2 separate regions of the Mus musculus genome follow, and region 1 is linked to region 2. A link is a contact called in public promoter capture Hi-C data. All regions are on one chromosome and are shown on one strand. Each heading gives the region's core, a stretch centred on a gene start, on an enhancer-like site or on the middle of the called end of the contact. The rest is flanking DNA. Distances are from core to core; before and after follow the strand shown.

Region 1 (4,305 bases), core at 555-3,054, 1.1 Mb after region 2:
ATTAGCTATATTCCTTAATTAAGTTTGTGTTGACAGTTAAAACAGAGCAGTTATTATGGTGCGAAGTCCCATCTCCTTATCCAGGTACTGAAACAATGCTTATGCAGTGTTTTTACCCTGTTAAATCACCTAAATGCACACGTTAACAGGTGCGAAGACACCAAGGTGTTACATAAGCACACCCCAACAACAACAACAAGGCTAGTCAGGATGACTACACAAGGGCCGATCTTCTGAGGAGCCTCACTGTTTGACCGCCTTGCCCACAGCACGCCCCACTCACCCTACACCAAAAAACAATGACAAGCGCTCCAGACAGCTTCAGGCTCGCTGCCTTTTTCTATCAGTGATAAAGTGATATGCAAGTACAGGAAGTTTGAGCGATGACTTTTCAACTGGAGATAGCAGCTGCAAAGGAGTATCAATACCCTAAGTTGTACAAACTCCGGATTTTATCAGGGAAATGTTACAAAACTTCCTTCTTCCGGACAACTCATTATTTGCCCCAAGTCTACATTCCTTTATTAGTCACGACCTTTCAGAATGCTTTCATCCCTTATTGTTTGAATAATATTGGGACTTTTGATGTTGCTAATAAACCTTACAGGGGCCCTTATCAAAGAAGCCAACCTAGGTCCGTGTCCCAAAACAGACCGGATTACAGGAAACTCGGTACTTGTAATTCCTTGTAAACAGATGTATCCTCCTCTTTTTTTCCGTCCACCTGTATACTTCTATCATACATAATTGACAGCAACTCGAATCAGTTTTGCAGAAATTTACTCTTGAGGAACTGGGAAGCCCCTACGTGTTATGTGTGATAGACACACGACAGTGAATCTCATTTACCAACTGCCACTGGGATCTTAACACCTCAGATCTGACCTCTGAGCCATATGTCAATAGGCTGTAAGTCAGGCAGAGTCCCAAAGAATAACGGGGGTGTGGGGGGTGTTACAAAGATGGATCCCACAAGATGTGTGTGTGTGTGTGTGTGTGTGTGTGTGAGTGTGTGCACCTCTAGCCTGTACCGATGGCCCATCAGGCAGACCCTAAAGAGCCATCTTCCCGGCTGGGACCCCACACATCCCCGCGGGCCACGGGGCCTGCTCCGGGGCTGTGGGAGGGAGGGGAGGCAGTGTCTGTCCCCACTTGGGAGTCCTAAACAAATGGAAGCAGAGCAAGTTCTCACTTCCTGATCGCCGGAGCTTCCCCCAAGGCCCCCGTCCCGCGCCAGTCACCGGGGACGGGGGTTTAAGAAAAGGAGGACCCCCAGGGGTCCCAGGGCCCACCCCGCCCGCGCCTCGCCACCCGTCCTCGTCCTAGCCCTCGCAGGGCCTTACACGGTGACGTGACCGGAGCCGCGGACCACCACCGGGTCGGGCGAGTACTTGAGCAGCTGCTCCTCCAGGGCCCGCTCCTCGTCCTCCTCCTCCTCGTAGATTTCATCGAAATCCGCCATCCCGAGCCGGCGAGCCCCCCGCCCGGGGCCCTGGCTCTGGGGCGGCCGCGGGGAACGGCTGGTGAGGCGGCGGGCGCGGAGGCCGCGGAGCTGGCGCTCGGCAGTGTGGGCTCCGGCTACTGAGGAGACCTGGTCCCGGCCGCCGCCGTTGCCGCCGCCACCGCCGCCATTACCGTGGGCAGGAACAACAACACAATGTCAACATCCGCCGGGGCCGCCACCCCCGCCAGCGCCGCCGCCCGCGCCAGCGCCGCCGCCGTCGCCGCCGCAACTCCGGCAACCACAGCAACAGCCCGAGCCACCCGCAGCAGGAGCAGCCGGCTACCGCATCGCGAGACTTCCCGGGAGCGCGGGCGGGCGCGGGCGTGGGCGCGGGCGCGCGGGTGGGCGGGCGGGCGCGTTCACGCGGACGGTCTCGCGCGCTCCCGGGACGCCGGCCTCTTCCTCCGCTTCCACCCGGCGCGGCCCCGCCCTCCGGCTCCAGGGTCAGCGACCCGGAAGGCGGCGTCTGTGAGGATCGGGGGCGCTGACCCCGACTCGACTCCTAGAGCCAGGCTGGAGTAATCTGTAGCCCAAACAACGACAGCGGGCGAAGCCCCTGGCCGGACCAGAGAATCTGACTGCCGGTTTAATAAAACGTTTTTAGTCCACGATGCGAAGCAGAGTTGGTTGACTTTGCCAACTTGAGATTAACAAAGCAGTGCATTCTCTTTTTTTTTGTTGTTGTTGTTTGGTTTGGTTTGGTTTGGTTTGGTTTGGTTTGGTTTGGTTTGGTTTGGTTTGGTTTGGTTTGGTTTGGTTTGGTTTGGTTTGGTTTGGTTTTTCGAGACAGGGTTTCTCTGTGTAGCCCTGGCTGTCCTGGAACTCATTCTGTAGACCAGGCTGGCCTCGAATTCAGAAATCCCCCTGCCTCTGCCTCCCAAGTGTTGGGATTAAAGGCGTGCACCACCACTGCCCGGCAAACAGTGCTTTCCTGTCTACTGTCCTACCTGATTTTCCAAAATATCTCCAAAGCCAAATATTCTGTCCTTTTAGCCCAGGTTGTTTGTTTGTTTGTTTGTTTGTTAACAAGAAATCTCACCATCAATACTACCTAACAAAGTTGACAAGTTCTCTGTGTTCCAATTAAGAAGTTGCAGTTGTATGCTTCGTCTCTCTAGTGAAAAATGTTTTCTCCACAAGAGGGGATGGGGGAAGGGAGGAACAGTGGACTCATGGATCACCTTGGACCTGGTTTCACAATCAAGAGTCTGCCAAGCATCCAAACAACATAGGAACAGAACTGGACTCCTACGGCAAACTGGACCATGGGGTAACAAGAGTTCCTCATTGGTCTGGAAAGGAAAGAGGAGTTGTACTGGACCCAGTGTCCACAAACAGTTCTCTACGCAGTGTTCGCATCCTTCAAGTTCGTTTACGGGTCTTTGTCCAAGCAGAAAACGTACAAAGGTTAACATGAGAGTGGAAAATGCTGGACAACTTAATCCTGGAAAGATCTGGGGAAAAAAAAAAGGGCAGTGAGCTAGGCAGGGAAAAATAGTCGATGCGTCAGACTTATGCTTTCCCAGATTTATTCATTCAATAAACACTGAACCTACTGTGTGGTCAGCTGTGTGTGTGTGTGTGTGTGTGTGTGTGTGTGTGTGTGTGTCTGTGCGCGTGCACGCGCGACTATGTATGTTACAGTCTCTGGCAGTAACTTTTCTGTCATTAAGGCAAGCAACCATAATTCTCTAGGGGGGTGGGAGTCAGAGGGTATGTCAAAGGCTCCAATGGAGCATACACACAGGAGGCAGCTTAACTTGGTAGTTCTGAAGGCTGACTTTGAATCGCCCTCTATCATTTCCTATGGGACCCTGGCCAAGTCCTTTAACCTCTTGGTCTTTGACCTGTCACAGGAAGACAAAAGTGCGGCGTGGTAGCACACATCTATAAAACCCTAGCAGGTGGGAGATGGAGACAGGAAAATTAGGCATTGAACATCACTCTATATAGCCAGTTTGAGCTATAATAGAGCCTTGTCTCTAAAATAAAATAGATATAATAGTACCTATCCCTTGGGCTACTTGACAGAGTCTCTTGATGTACGTGGAATGCTTAGAAGAGGGATATATAGTCACAACAGGAAACATTCTTGATTCTTCCCCGCTTCTCTGCCATGAAGATCACCACGTTCCTTTGGCATTGTGTAATGTTTCAGTGTCCGTGAAGTATTATTAGTTTCAGAGACCCTATGTGAACTTGCTCTTGATCCCGTGTGTATGTGTGTATTTAATACTCTCATTCAGGACTTCAACTTCAACACATTGGCTGCAGAGAGTTCCTGAGCCTCCTCCTTGACAGTAATCAAGAGCCCAGTGGCCACATTCAAAGAGTGGCTGCAGAAAGGATGAGGGAGGAGGAGGAGGAAAATGGGTCTGTTTCGGTCATGGGCCACACCCTGCATGCTGTGTACAACCCAGAATCCACCTCTCAGTCAACACAGCCGCTGAGCATCACCCAGCTGACAACTTTCCAAGGACAGAAGAAACTGGAAGAGCCCCTTCTTTCTCCAGCACCCTCCACAGATCCGTCTTCAGAGGAGAACCTACAAGAATGTTTTCTGAATGGAGATGGATCATGGCTGGCACTGCCGGCAGAACACTGGGAGTTAATTAGGCGGCAGAGGACTGGCAAGAAGCTCACTCTCGCAGCACTGACTTTGCGTGGGAGGAGCACTCTGGCTGGACTCCGACAGAGAGATCGGTCTGACTCCCATTGCCGAGGTGTGAAGAGAAGTCATTGTTTTTAGTTGTTTTCTTTCTTTTTGACTCTTCTTCCGGTTTGGGGGGGCGGGGGGGGAA
Region 2 (3,861 bases), core at 850-3,349:
TGTACTAAAAAAAACCACAATAAATTGTCCACTTTAAATATCTGAATGCATGTTAAACAGTTTCAAAATACCGAATCTTTAATAGTATCAGATAATAAGGGGCCAGAGAGATGGATCCATAGTGTTTGCTATTCAAACACAAAGAACTTAGTTCAGAACTTTAGCACCCATGAAAAATCCAGGCATGGAAGCAAGTATCTTTAACTCCGAGGCTAGAGTGCGTCCTGGGACCTTGCTGGCCAGCCTGTCTCATTGAAGCAGAAAGCCCCAGGTTCAGTGAGAGGCCCTGTCTCAAAAACTAAGTTGGAGAGAGCTAGAGAGATGGCTCACTGGTTGAGAGAACTGGTTACTTTTGCAAAAGACCCAGGTTTAGTTCCTAGCACCTACGTGGAGACTCATAGTTGTCTGTAACTCCAATTCCAGGGGATCCAATTCCTTTTTCTGACTTCTGCAAGTTGTACACACACACATGGTACACAGACATACAATAGCATTACAGATAAAATAAGTCTTTTAAAAAATCTGACATTGACTTCTGGTCTACAACACACACACACACACACAAATATAAATATATAGTGATCAGTTTTCAGCAATCATCAAAACAGAATTTATGTTAATTTATTCCAACAACTCACTGTTGACTGAACCTAGTTCTTCTCATTATCTCAGTGAAATGAGTAGGTCTGACCTACCTCCACAGGCATTGAGCAGGACATACTTATGTTAACTCTGTCATGGCAAGAGCTTTCCTTACCTCTGAGCCTGACAACTCAAACCAAGAACCCAGTCTAAGAGGCAGAATGCTCACAACACTTCCTGGTCCCAGGGCTCTGCTTTGATCATGTTGATACTGGCTTTTGCTCATGGAATTCAGTGGTCAATTCAATGTCTGTCTTAATTAGGGTTTCATTTCTGTGAAGAGACACCATGACAACAAAAACTCTTATAAATGAAAACACATTTAATTGGGGCTGGCTTACAGTTTCAGTTGTTTAGTCCATTATCATCATGGCAGGAAGCCTGGCAGTGTGCAGACAGACATGGTGCTGGAGGAGCTGATAGTTCTACATCTTAATCAGAAGGCAGCAGGAGATGACTGTGTATGGCATGGGTGCAGCTTGAGCATAAGAAACCTCAATGCCCAGTTTATAGTGACTCACTTCTTCCAACAAGGCCACACCTCCCATTAGATCCACTCCCCATAGCCAATCATGCAAACACGTAAGTCTATGGGTGCTGTTCCTATTCAAACCACCACAGTGGCTAAGCTTTAAAGGGTGCTCCGTACTCTCAATCAGCATGAAAAAAGCAAGCAGTGTTTGTCTTCCACATCTTCCCAACATCTTAGCCTACAGAAAGCCCTTTATGTGAAGAGGGGACTGATGATTGTGGTTTCTATGGAGATCAAGTATACTTGACAAGCAGGTGACTACATCTTTGAGTCAAAGGCACTGTTTTCTCATCTGCAATATGACCTGGAGGACATGGCCCTGAAGATCTAGATCCCATCCTAGATTAGTCACCCTCCAATCTGTAGGAGCCATATCATGGCTGCCAGCACCAAATGCCACCATCTGTTACATAGAGGGACAAAGCCAGCAGCTCCTAATCTGTGTTTGCTTTTAACAATAAAATGTAACTCAGTGTGATGGTTTGTATATGCTGGACCCAGGGAGTGGCACTATTAGAGGGTGTGGCCTTTTTGAAGTCGGTGTGTCACTGTGGGTGTGGGCTTTATGACCCTCATTCTAGCTGCCTAGAAGTTACTCTTTCATTAGCAGCCTTCAGATGAAGATGTAGAACTCTCAGCTCTGCCTGCACCATGCCTGCCTGAATGCTGCCGTGCTCCTGCCTTGATGATAACAGACTGAACCTCTGAACCTGTAATCCAGACTCAATTAAACCTTGTCCTTTATAAGACTTGCCTTGTGTCTTGGTCATGGTGTCTGTTCACAACAGTGAAACCCTAACTAAGGCACTCAAGTAGGTTATGCAGTGACAGAGTCCCTCCCCCTCACCTAGGTGTTGATTCTAACAAACTGACTGATGCAGTTCTGGAAGCTGACAAGTCTCAACATTCCAACATCTGTTGTCAGCAAGCTGTAGACCTTAGAGAACTAACTGCATTTCCAATGCGAAGACCAAAGTCCCAAGAGCAGCATGAAGTTTTCATTCAATTCTGAAGGTGGCCAGGCAAGAGTGCCCTCTCTGTGTGTGTTTGACTGTGTTGGGGTGGAGGTGGGGCACGGGGGGCGGGGGAGGGAGCTCAGCCTTTTTCTTCTAGGTCTTTAATGAATTAGAGGAAAACCACCCACGTGGTGGATAGCAATCTGCTTAATTCATCTTATCAAACCAAATGGTCATTGCAACCAAACTATGCTACAGACAAATCCAAAATAATGCGTGACCAAGTAATTGCACACCCAGGGGCCAAGAGGTTGACATACAAGATTAATCATCACAGCCAGGGACGCTGAATTCAAGCAGTATCTTAGAGACAAGCCACATATGTAACGCAAATGAGAGAGAACTGTGCCAGCTGGAGTTGTGCTGGCTGACCATTACGAGATCTCCTTCCCAGACCAATGGGCATTCCAGAGACAGATGCAAAGTGACAGCAGGCCAGCCCCAGGCCCAAGGGAGCATGGCTGTCTAAACCATGCCCAGAAAGGGCGTGGTGGAGGCTCACTGCTCTCTCTGTCTTCGTACCCAAACTCTTGTCTCCTGGTGCCATTGTTATTTTTAGCATAAAGCCATTCTGAATATGCACCCTAGTAAGTGTATAGAGCCAAGTTCTGACCAAAGGCTTTAGAATAAATAAAGAGATAAATGCAATTCTAGACCCTGCCCTTATACTAAAAGGTACACATGCCTACATCTTGCTCAAGCACCCTACAATACAGACAAAAAGATGCATCATCTCAGGCCAGGTGCATGATGACATCATCGTATGGTTGGCAGGGCAAAAAAGAGAGATCCTAGGCTCTCAGTAATCTTGCAGAATATAGCTGTTATATTATTACAAACTTTTATGTGAGAGAAAAATCTAATCTCTCATCTATTGTTGACTGTGACATCTATGCATTTCATATATTGTTAACTTTGTGTCTGTTATATGGAGCTATAACCTAACAGAAAAGACATTCATCAGAATTTCTATGTGGGAGAATAATGGGCTAGTCAAACGGAGTGGCAAACACCTGTTAACACGTCACCATTACTCAACATTCAGTGTGACTATTCACTGCCCACACCATCTCCACTAAACATTTTCTTGAACCATATGTGTCTCTCTTGATCAATTGACAATTTAGTATTTTTAATAACTTTTTAAAAATTAACATTGTTCTTCATTCAGTATTAGTTCCTTCAAGACACAGGCCATTTCTGAGTTTCCCATTGTATTTGTCAGTTTAAGATGCTGATCGCTCTAAAAGACAAGATCTGACAATTTGGAGAACTCAAGCCACAAGCCCATCATCATCATCATCATCATCGGCTCCCCTCCCCCACATGCCCCGCCCCCTCTTCTTCCCTTTCCCTCTCTCCAGCAGAGTTAAGAAGCCACCATGTGATCTGACCTTCCAGCTCTCCCCCCTCAAACTGTGAGAGAAACATATGGCTCAACTCAATACCTTGCTCCTTGGCTTGTAAGCTATGTTGGATTAAGTCACATAATATAAAACTTCCCACCAGTCCCTGAAAACTTCTGAAAGTCAGATATCGCCTTTGCTCTGGGGTTTCTTCTGGAACCTTGTCCCCACAGTGCTGCCATGGAGCTCCTCTCAGGCTCTCTCTCTCTCTCTCTCTCTCTCTCTCTCTCTCTCTCTCTCTCTCTCTCTGTGTGTGTGTGTGTGT

The links. Promoter capture Hi-C pulls out the DNA fragments that hold promoters and counts their contacts.
Region 1: a promoter capture Hi-C map of hippocampal neurons shows a contact between it and region 2, with 5 times the contacts expected there. The contact joins the promoter of Chic2 here to the promoter of 1700019F05Rik in region 2. A contact is called at or near these places in 1 of 39 promoter capture datasets (hippocampal neurons) and 3 of 115 datasets of contacts at active chromatin or transcription factors (embryonic stem cells, pancreatic cancer cells and stem cell-derived neural progenitor cells).

The regions. Positions count from the first base shown.
Region 1 is chr5:75,042,837-75,047,141 of GRCm38.p6, forward strand. Chic2 (cysteine-rich hydrophobic domain 2) reads right to left here and starts at 1,805. Exons shown (of 6, transcript NM_028850.5): 1 at 1,344-1,805. The coding sequence starts at 1,462.
Region 2 is chr5:73,910,790-73,914,650 of GRCm38.p6, forward strand. It overlaps 1700019F05Rik (RIKEN cDNA 1700019F05 gene), which reads left to right and starts at 2,100. Exons shown (of 2, transcript NR_166206.1): 1 at 2,100-2,188.